3 separate regions of the Mus musculus genome follow, and regions 1 and 3 are each linked to region 2. A link is a contact called in public promoter capture Hi-C data. All regions are on one chromosome and are shown on one strand. Each heading gives the region's core, a stretch centred on a gene start, on an enhancer-like site or on the middle of the called end of the contact. The rest is flanking DNA. Distances are from core to core; before and after follow the strand shown. Region 1 holds the start of Cfap161 (cilia and flagella associated protein 161). Region 2 holds the start of 4933430H16Rik (RIKEN cDNA 4933430H16 gene). Region 3 holds the start of Adamtsl3 (ADAMTS-like 3).

What was found. Promoter capture Hi-C pulls out the DNA fragments that hold promoters and counts their contacts.
Region 1: a contact with region 2 is called in a promoter capture Hi-C map of hippocampal neurons, with 3 times the contacts expected there. The contact joins the promoter of Cfap161 here to the promoter of 4933430H16Rik in region 2.
Region 3: a contact with region 2 is called in a promoter capture Hi-C map of hippocampal neurons, with 4 times the contacts expected there. The contact joins the promoter of Adamtsl3 here to the promoter of 4933430H16Rik in region 2.

The regions. Positions count from the first base shown.
Region 1 is chr7:83,793,177-83,796,119 of GRCm38.p6, forward strand. Cfap161 (cilia and flagella associated protein 161) reads right to left here and starts at 1,663. Exons shown (of 7, transcript NM_029335.3): 1 at 1,566-1,663; 2 at 820-909; 3 at 33-268. The coding sequence starts at 1,634.
Region 2 is chr7:82,969,885-82,973,057 of GRCm38.p6, forward strand. It overlaps 4933430H16Rik (RIKEN cDNA 4933430H16 gene), which reads right to left and starts at 1,507. Exons shown (of 4, transcript NR_045855.1): 1 at 1,383-1,507.
Region 3 is chr7:82,333,984-82,337,004 of GRCm38.p6, forward strand. It overlaps Adamtsl3 (ADAMTS-like 3), which reads left to right and starts at 1,711. Exons shown (of 30, transcript NM_001190374.1): 1 at 1,711-1,927. The coding sequence starts at 1,925.

The DNA of each region.
Region 1 (2,943 bases), core at 413-2,912, 820 kb after region 2:
TACTCCCATGCTCTGAAGCTGAGCGTCTCTACCTCAAAATGGTGAAGGTGTTCCTGCCCATCGGGGCGATGGTCTGCACAGCACTCACACCACAGGGTATCTCTAAGTCATCACTAAGCTGCGCTTTAACTTCATCTGGGCTCATACACAGGCTCAGGTCTCCTCTCATAAACTTGCCAGCTTCCTCCCCCAGGACTTGGTCAGGATTCACAATGATCACTTTATCGCCATAGTGGACATATCCATCTTCCGATACCGAAAGCTGCATCTACAATTTTAATAGGAATTTTCCAATAAGCTACTCAATTCCTTAGCTGCTGGGGTCAAGATCCCTCCCAGGTGTATCTCCTTTCCTTCTCAGACTAGATCCATTTCAGTAAGGCCTCCCTTCCTCAGATCCTTGGTTAGCATCCTTCAAGCTCTTGATGACCCCCAAACAAGATCATGCGAAGCTGTTGGACTCTACATAGTTTACCGTTGTCAATTTATTCAATTCAATGTTATTAAACGTTTTTTTTTGCACAGCAGCTGAAAGGCACTTTACTTGTAAAAGCATTAATCCACCCCTTTATTAGAAAATGCAAACAATTAAGTAAACATAATTAAGGACAGACTTCCCTTAATCTAAATTCTAAATTTCTTAACCTAATCTTAACCCTTAATCTAAATTTCTAAAATCTAGAGGAATTTTAACACTATACTTTTTTATTAATTTTTTTAAAAGTTTCTAAATGGTTACTTTGTTCATAGAAATTTTCTTTGCCTAACTCACACTTAACTAGGCAGAATTTTGAAATTGGCATTGGAATTTGACATTACCGGTCTCAAAATGTTCTTCTTCACTCTTCTGTTTCTCTGAATAAGAAGTTCTCCTTTTTCCCTCTTCTCTAGGAAGTGTCTCATGCGCTCCTGGGGATGCAGAGACCGAGAAAAGGGGAGTCAGGGACAGAGCTGTTGCAGAGCACAGGTACTGATAGCTTTTTCCTCAGAAGCACTTCAAGTTCAAAGACAGTTCAAGGACACAAAAGGAAACGTGATCGCTCTGGGGATGGCAAAAATGTCAGTAGGCAGCACGTCATGGGGGCAGAGGCAGGGGCGGGGAGCAGGAGATGAAAAGAGAAATGCATAAGGAAGGGAAGGATAGGACCCCTGTGCTTATCTCGTCCAGAAACAATCAGGAGTGATATATAGGAGGTCAGCAGTCTCTACTGGGGTCCTCCTGACTTGGGTGAGAATGTGAAAAGCCCAGGCCTCTCCATATGTTTGTAACCCAGAACCTTTCCAGGACCTGAGAGTGTCACAAACCTAGTGAGGGCCAGAGGGCCCGGGAGGCGGCAAGCTGTTCTTGCTCTGGGTTCAGGAAATGTGGAGCGGGACATTCAGTGAGCATGGGTGCTCAGAGACAGCAGGTGAACTACCTCGGGTAGCAAAGGTGCACAGGGGGGGTGGGGGCAGTAGATGAAGATGGGTGATAGGATGCTAAATGCTCAGCAGAGAGAGAACATGCAGGATAGCAGGATAGGGTCTGGGATCCTAGGGATGCGAGAGGACAGGAGTCTGCGCACCTCCTCCAAATAGACATCTTCGTTCCAGTTGCCCATCCGCACTCCAGGACCATACACGTTCTGCGCCATCGCCCCTTGCTCTCTTGAAAGCCAGCTCCAGCCTCCACTGACACTCAGAGTTAGCGTGCTTCGTTGCCATGACGACCAGGCAGTTGCCAGTTGCCAGTTGGTCAAGATCTCTTTGGCTGGCCAATAAGTGACAGCATACTAGACCCACGCCCCCTCCAGCTCGCCCTGCCCCTCCCACCACTGCCACTGTCTCAGATGACTAGCACTCAAAGCAGATCTGGGAAACCCCTGACGGGGGACACTGTTCCAAATGTTCCCTAGGCGGAGAAATTTTTGAAACTTTTTTTCTGTTGTTTTTTGGGGGAGAGTTTGGTTTTTAAGTTAGGGTCTGGATACATACCCTAGGCTGGCCTTGAACTTATGATGTAACACAGTCAGGTCTTGCGCTGGAGATCTTCTTGACTCACAGGTGTGCAGCCTACAACTGGCATAAAATATTGAGTTGTTCTTGTTGATGTTTGGTTTTGTATTTTGTTTGTTTGTTTGTCTTGTTTGCTTTTTAAACTAAAATCTAAGTTAAAGTGCTGTGGAACCCGAGTGCCCCTAGCTTTTCTGTGGAAGCTTGGTTCAACTCCAGCCTATTTTCCTAATCACTGTCAGCAGCAATTTCACAAAACATCACCCCTTTACTGTAGACGCTGGAAAACCTAAACACAAAAAGAGGGGCATTGCCGAAACCTCACAGCTTCCAAAGGAAGAAACTACTGTGTTAGCATATATTAATGTGTATATCTATTTCTGTGACAGTCTGTATTTTCACAAATTTTATAGCAACCCTCCCTTCCCATGTCCAAACACAAAGACAAACCTGCAATTTACAGGCACTCCTGATATTAAAAAAAAATTTTTTTTAATTTAAAAAAGTTTGTGTAGCCAACATTTCCTAAAGAGGATATTGTGTTATGAGTGGGGTGAACAGGCAGTTAGGTAGTACCACCTGCTGCTGGCTGCTGGCTGCTGGCTGCTAGCTGAATACATTCATTAATCAGTCCCCCAGTGTGCAGAGTCTCCCACCCCAAGCAAGAAGTGGAAGGTGAGAGCCAAACCCAGTCTATCAAGGGAAGCCAGATGCTGAAAACAAATTACTTCAGAAGACTGTAATACACACAGGTCACTGAAGATGTGATGAAAGACAGACTGGGAGAGCTGATGGATGAATCATTCCTGTCATGGGGACTATGAGAATGACAACTGAGCAAAACCTGGGGTAGTGGGGAGGTGTCCTTGTCGACCTGGAAGGACCTGAGCCGGAGGCTGAAGCATAAGACACAAAAGTAGGAATATTCTGCTCCTCTCTGGCTCCACTGCC
Region 2 (3,173 bases), core at 257-2,756:
ATCCCTTATACAGTTATCAAACCAGGACACTATTGTGGATGCCAAGAAGTGCATGCTGAAAGGAGCCTGATATAGCTGTCTCCTGAGAGGCCCTGTCAGAGCCTTACATATACAGAGGCAGATGTTAGTGGCTAACCATTGACCTGAGCTCTGGGTTACCAATAGAGGAGTTAGAGACGGGACTTAAGGAGTCGAAGGGGTTTGAAACACCATTGGAATAACAACAATATCAACCAACAGACCCCCCAGAACTCCCAGGGACTAAGCCATCAACAAAGGAGTACACATGGCTCCAGCTGCATATGTAGCAGAGGATGGTCTTGTCATGCATCAAATGAAGAAGAGGCCCTTGGTCCTATGAAGCCTGGATAGATGCCCCAGTGTAGGGGAATTGAGGGGAGGGAGGTGGGAGTGTGTTGGTGGGTGGGTGGGTGGGTGGGTGGAGGAACACCCTCATAGAAGCAGGGTGAGGGAGGATGTGAAAGGGTGTTTCTGAGAGGGAGGGAAACAGGGAAAGGGGATAACATTTGAAATGTAAAAAAAAAAAAAGAATCTCACCCTAGCTGCCTGGAAGTAAGTCTTCCACTAGCAGCCTTCAAATGAAGATGTAGAACCCTCAGCTCTGCCTGCACCATGCCTGCCTGGATGCTGCTCTGCTCCTACCTTGATGATGATGGACTGAACCTCTGAACCTGTAAGCCAGCCCAATTAAATGTTGTCCTTTATAAGACTTTCATTGGTCATGGTGTTTGTTCACAGAAGTAAAACCCTAAGACAGCAGGCATCTGAGATTTTCAGGGGATTGAAAGTAGAGAAACCAGAAGGGAAAAATTCAAAAGAAAACACGAAACATTTCTGCATCTGTGTCTTGTTCCTTGCTATTCATTTTTTTTAGGTTCTGTCTCTACAGCTGCCTCCCCCCATCAGGCCCTCTGACTGACTGTGGCTTCTTAACTATAAATTGTGGTTACTTTTGAACACATACCATTGCTTTAGCTGGATGATGAGCTCAGAGGAAGCAGAAGATGTGAGCAATTTATAAATTTACTTTTTCAATAAATAATTTTGGAGTCCAGTAAATAATTTTTGAGGGTCTATTTCATGTCAGGTATAGGCTGTTTGCTCAGAGTTGAGGGAATTTTGTTGGATGGGATCAGTGTAATGAGATTTCCTGAGGTTTATCCTCCACGCAGGGATTCATGTACTTCTGACAAGGCTTTAGAGCTAGGATCCATGGAGGTGCCTTAGCAATGCCAGGAAGTGAGAGACACTTGGAGGGGATGTTCGTCATTGGGGTCAGGGTGGACAGAACAGAAAGATGAAGATGCTCTGAGGAACACCATGCAGAGGAACCATGCGCTAGTCACCTTCTTCCTACCTACCTGATTCCTGACAAGAAGGAGCTTAAGGGGTTTCTTTGGCTTCCCATTTGGAGGATAAAGCCCATCTTCGAGGGGAAGACATGGCGGAAGGCACTTCCATCATGGCAGGCATGTGCCGTTGGACTGCCTCTCCTCTGTCCTGATGAAACAGGAAGCAGAATGCTGACAGGAAGTGCTGCCAGACTGTAAAACCCCAAGCTCCGCCCTATTGCCTACTCACTTCCGCTGTTGAGGCCCTACCTTTACCACAATCTTCCTCAGACAGAACCAGCAAATGGGGACTAAGTATTCAAACACTCAGGCCTATTTGGGGTTGGGGGTTGGGGTGGGAGGTGCTTTTCTTATTAATGGTACAACAACCACCAGGCCATACTTGGAGGCAGTAACACTTGGTAACACATGAATAACTTCAGTGTCCTTCTGTGTGTGAGTCTTCATTCCCAGTGTTCGCAGTGGCCCTTTGAATGCTGTGAGCTACACCACCTAGCTGGTGACTGTAGTGTGGAGGAGAGTTAGCTGTGTTAGTATATTCGAGGTTATGATTCTCTAGATGCTCTACTGCTTTTGCAGGCATCCCCCAGTCTCTTTCCCTGAGAGGCCTAGACTCTGAGTTTATGTTTAGTTCACACACTGATAAATTCCTGTTTAATGACTGAAAAATTCCAGGAGTGCCTCTGCAGAGATTAAACAGGTAAAACTGGACGAAAGGCCATCTCTCCTGGGCATCTCTCATCGGGCCGTTGCTTTTTTATGTTTGGAGTTAGCTACTGAGACAAAAATGGAAATATCTTAACTTCTGAGTCCCCGAGACTGTCAAAATTTCGAGTGCTGAAGCAGACATCATGAGATTGGAATTTGATAGAGACGCATGTGCTGTCCATTAGTACAGTTGTGTGGCAATTGGAAACACCTCAAGCAACTGAAATGACGTGGAATAATACTTCTAGGGTTTGTATTAGCCAACAAACTGCTGCTTTCTTCTCTTCCTGCCCACGATCCTTCCCCTCCTCCTCCCCTTCCTCCTCCTTCTCTTTCTGTAGAACTGGAGAGTGTCTGCTCCCCTATTTGAATGGCAGACCAGCCTCACACATTATACATAAAAATCACCAATCCTATGGGTTTCACATTAGCAAGCTTCACACAGGGTCCCCCTGCTCAACGAATGCATTAGCTCGAGTTTTTCTAAAGCCCCATTTATCTGTCAAGTGCACCTGTCACTAGGTGTCCTCCATCTGCTTAATTGAAGATATTTTTCTGAGGTCATCTGTTTTTCTTCAGAAGGTTAAAGGTTCTCCGCAATTTTCCCTGCTCAACTCCATCTGTGGACGTTCTCAGCCTGCCCTCAAAGAAACACTGCAGGCTCTGTTTTAAAGTCTTAGTTGGTTTCCCCCTGGGGTATATACATTGACTTCTTAAGGTCTTGTAATTCACTTGAAAATTCACGTTTACTCACACTAATAAAATTTCCTTCCCGCTCTATATTTCTCTGCATTACATCATCTCATTAAATGTTCGACTCGCTCAGGCTTGGATTTCCCCCAAAGATTGTGGGAAATTTTTGACTGGCTCCATGAGATGAGCCCTTATTCTGCTGTGCTCTAAAAATAGTCGCACTGCACTGTAAAAACATATTGCAAGCAACTTAGATTAGTGTCTTTCTTCTGTACTCAGCAGCCAGTAGATGATGGGGTGGGAAGGGGCCTTGGAGATCATCCGAGCAAACCTTGGGGCACACGGATGAGAAAGAGAGTCCCCGGTGTGCCAGGAAAGGATTGGCTTGTGGTTCACTTG
Region 3 (3,021 bases), core at 461-2,960, 640 kb before region 2:
TTATCCTAAATGTCCTCTATGCAACATTTTGTTGTTGATTACATTGTTTGAGGCAACCCTTGAGCACAGTGCTGGCTCTGTCTCCCCAAGGACCAAGAGGCTGGGATGTGTATGTGAACAGCTAGAGAGCAGTCCCTTGTTAGGAGAGTTGACAGGTGCTGGTGCCAGGAGCTCAGGGAGAATGAATGAACATGTGTTAGACAAGGTGCTTTTACACGGAAAGGCATACAAAATAAGGCAGTGTGCCAAGTGGCTGTCAAAACATAACCAGAGGCTCATGGGAACCTAATCCTGCATAATCCCCATCAGAGTAATAGCCCAGTATCCATATGTGTATTATCTGCCCCACTTTCCAGAGCTAAACTAGGGTGAACAGAGAGACTCAGTGGTCTGCAGGTGAGCTAGTCATGGTCTAGCTCTGTCCTCCCTTCTTGGTTCCTCCTGAATCTCTTCCCATGCACCACCTGCTCATTTTCCATAGGTTTCCAGCCGTTTCCCTCTCTGGAGTGGAGAGACAGTCTTGACAAGGCCCTTTTCCTGGTCAGAGGAGGCCATCTGATCAGGGAAGGAGAGAATAGGAAAACACGTGGGGGGAACTCTTGGCAATGCCATAAAAGAATCTGGAACATACCAGCCTTCAGTTCACTAGGCAAGAGAGCAACTTTGGATGCAAATGTTTCAGACTCTAGCGAGAAATAGGTACCTAGGAACCAGTTCCAGACCTGGCCTCTCTGATCATCATGAAAAGCTACTCCCCGAGGACTTAAGATAACTCTAGGAACGACTGCTTTTGGGAAGGCTGGCTACACATACCACTTGACAAAGTGGCATCACTCAAGGGAGCAGCAATACGGGAGGCACAATGGTGCCTTAAATGGAACACCTGGCCCTTGACTCCTATTGCTGAGATGAAGCCAAGCCCCCATGTCTCTTCCATGGCTTTTCTTTCCTTCAGAAGTGCTCAAGGTGCCCTCAACCCTCCTCCATTCATGACTGGGACACCTCTCTTCCAAACCTCTAGGCCCCGGGGCTGTAGCTGTATTTATTTCCTGACAGGTCTGGACTTCTGTGGGACCCAAACCTGTTTCCTACCAGGGACTCTAGGTCTCAGGTTTAGGTGTCCCTGCTGGGTCATCCATGGTCCCCAATTATACCAAGACCGCAGGGGCTGTTTGAATGGGTGATGGTCAAGCTCCTAAGGCTACCAGCAGGAGTGGGTAGACTCTGGGCAGCCTCTGCAGGGTATTACTTAACAGCTGAGGTCCCCGGGGTCTGGCGGTGGTGCTGGGAGAGGGTGGCATCCTCGCACTGGTCTGGCTGGCCTGGCTGGCCCGTGGCGCAGCGGACGCCTCCCCAGAGCGCGCTGCCGCCGGCGGCAGCCGGAGCTCCTGGCACCAGGCCTGGCTGCAGGCCCAGGGCAAGGAGTGGCTTCCAGGAAGCGGGCGGAGAAGCGTTCCAGCGGAGTCTCGCCGTGGCCGCGGCGGCCCCGAGCGCTCCGAGCCGCCTGGCTGCGGCTCGGTGGCCCGCTTGTCCCCGCGTTCCCAGCGCCCCTGGGTTAGGGCAGAGGACGCAGGGCGGGAGGGACTGACGGTACCCTAGACGCGGCGCGCACTTGCGGGACGGGCGGCGCAGGTGGCGGCGCGCGCCCTCCGCCCCTGGGTCGGGGCCAGCACTGCGCTCCGCGCGCCCGGAGGGGCGGGACAGGCGGGGCGGCCGCGTCCCAGCCCCATTTAACTTTGGCGGCGGCGCGAGCTGGAGGCCGGCGTCGGGGACCGTCGGGATCCCGCGCTCCGCACGAGGTGTCGCCGAGTCGGCGCTGCTCGCCACTGTCTCGCAGCGCGCATCCCTCCTTGCACCGTCAGACGCTGCTGCGACTCCGGATTGGAAACACCCGCGGGGGATCCAGGGATTCATCTCTCTGAGGATGGTAAGGTGGAGCAAGTTGATGGGAACGCTACTGGAAAATAAGGTCTTGGTTGAGCACTGCCCTATGGGGCTTAGACAGCTCCAGGCAGGCGCGCTACAGGATCCGGGAATGTTGGACAGAACCTTTCCTGGTCCTCTGCGAGCGAGGGGTGCTCTGGATGATGGGGGATACCCTGCGGGGTCAGCGGACTACGGGCTGATCTTAGCTTGCAGTGTTTGAAGGTCCGGAGGTTTGGCTACTGAGTGAGGTTCGCATGCTTGAAGCGCAGAGAAACGAGAGGAGACGCACGCCAGGGAAAGGAGGCGTGAGGGTGGCGGGCGCTGAAGTGTGCGAGCCAGCGGAGAGGGGCGCGTGGTCCTGGGGCCCAGCCCTGGCCGCCTCCCTTCGTCCCAGAGTCGCCGCCTCAGGTCGGAAACAGCAGCACATTTGCGGATCGCATTAAGCCAGGCCTTAATGCTTTCTCCAGATGGAGAGAAGCCACCGACCCGCCCCCGGACACCGACACCGCCAAGGCGCCCGCGAGGCGAAGCGGGAGTCGAGTGTGACCTCGGCTTTTCCAGTCTCCGCTCAAACTGAGTTCCCTGTAAACTGACAGGAAAACACATTGGGGAAAACGGTCCTCGTAGCCCTCCTGGGCTTACTTCTTCCTCACCTTTAAGAGATTACACTCCGCAAGACTGTGGCCCCCAGAATTCTCTTAAAGGCAGGTCTGGAAGCAGAAGGCATTCTATCATCTAGTGAGAAATTCCTCTAACTATCCAATCTGCGTTCCTATCCTAGACTCTGTTTAGCTGTGTGCCCTTAGGCAGGGTTCTTCCCTCTCTGGTCTAGTTTAATTGGCTTCAGACTCATTTTTGCCTCAAGGAATTAAAGCTGGCAGGTGCCCTAACTCTTGGCTTTAGGCTGGTCCTCCCCACAACCCCCAGCCCCCCCCCCGCCCCCAAAAGCCACACTCTGGTGCTGACAAACAGGCTAGGAGGTGTCTGGGGCAGGGTTGTCCCTACTGCTGGAGCACTGGAGGGATGGGTGAATTGCTGACTGGAGGCAGTCTCCGTTCCCCTTTTTGATCTTGGGGGACTCATCCTAAAGGGAGC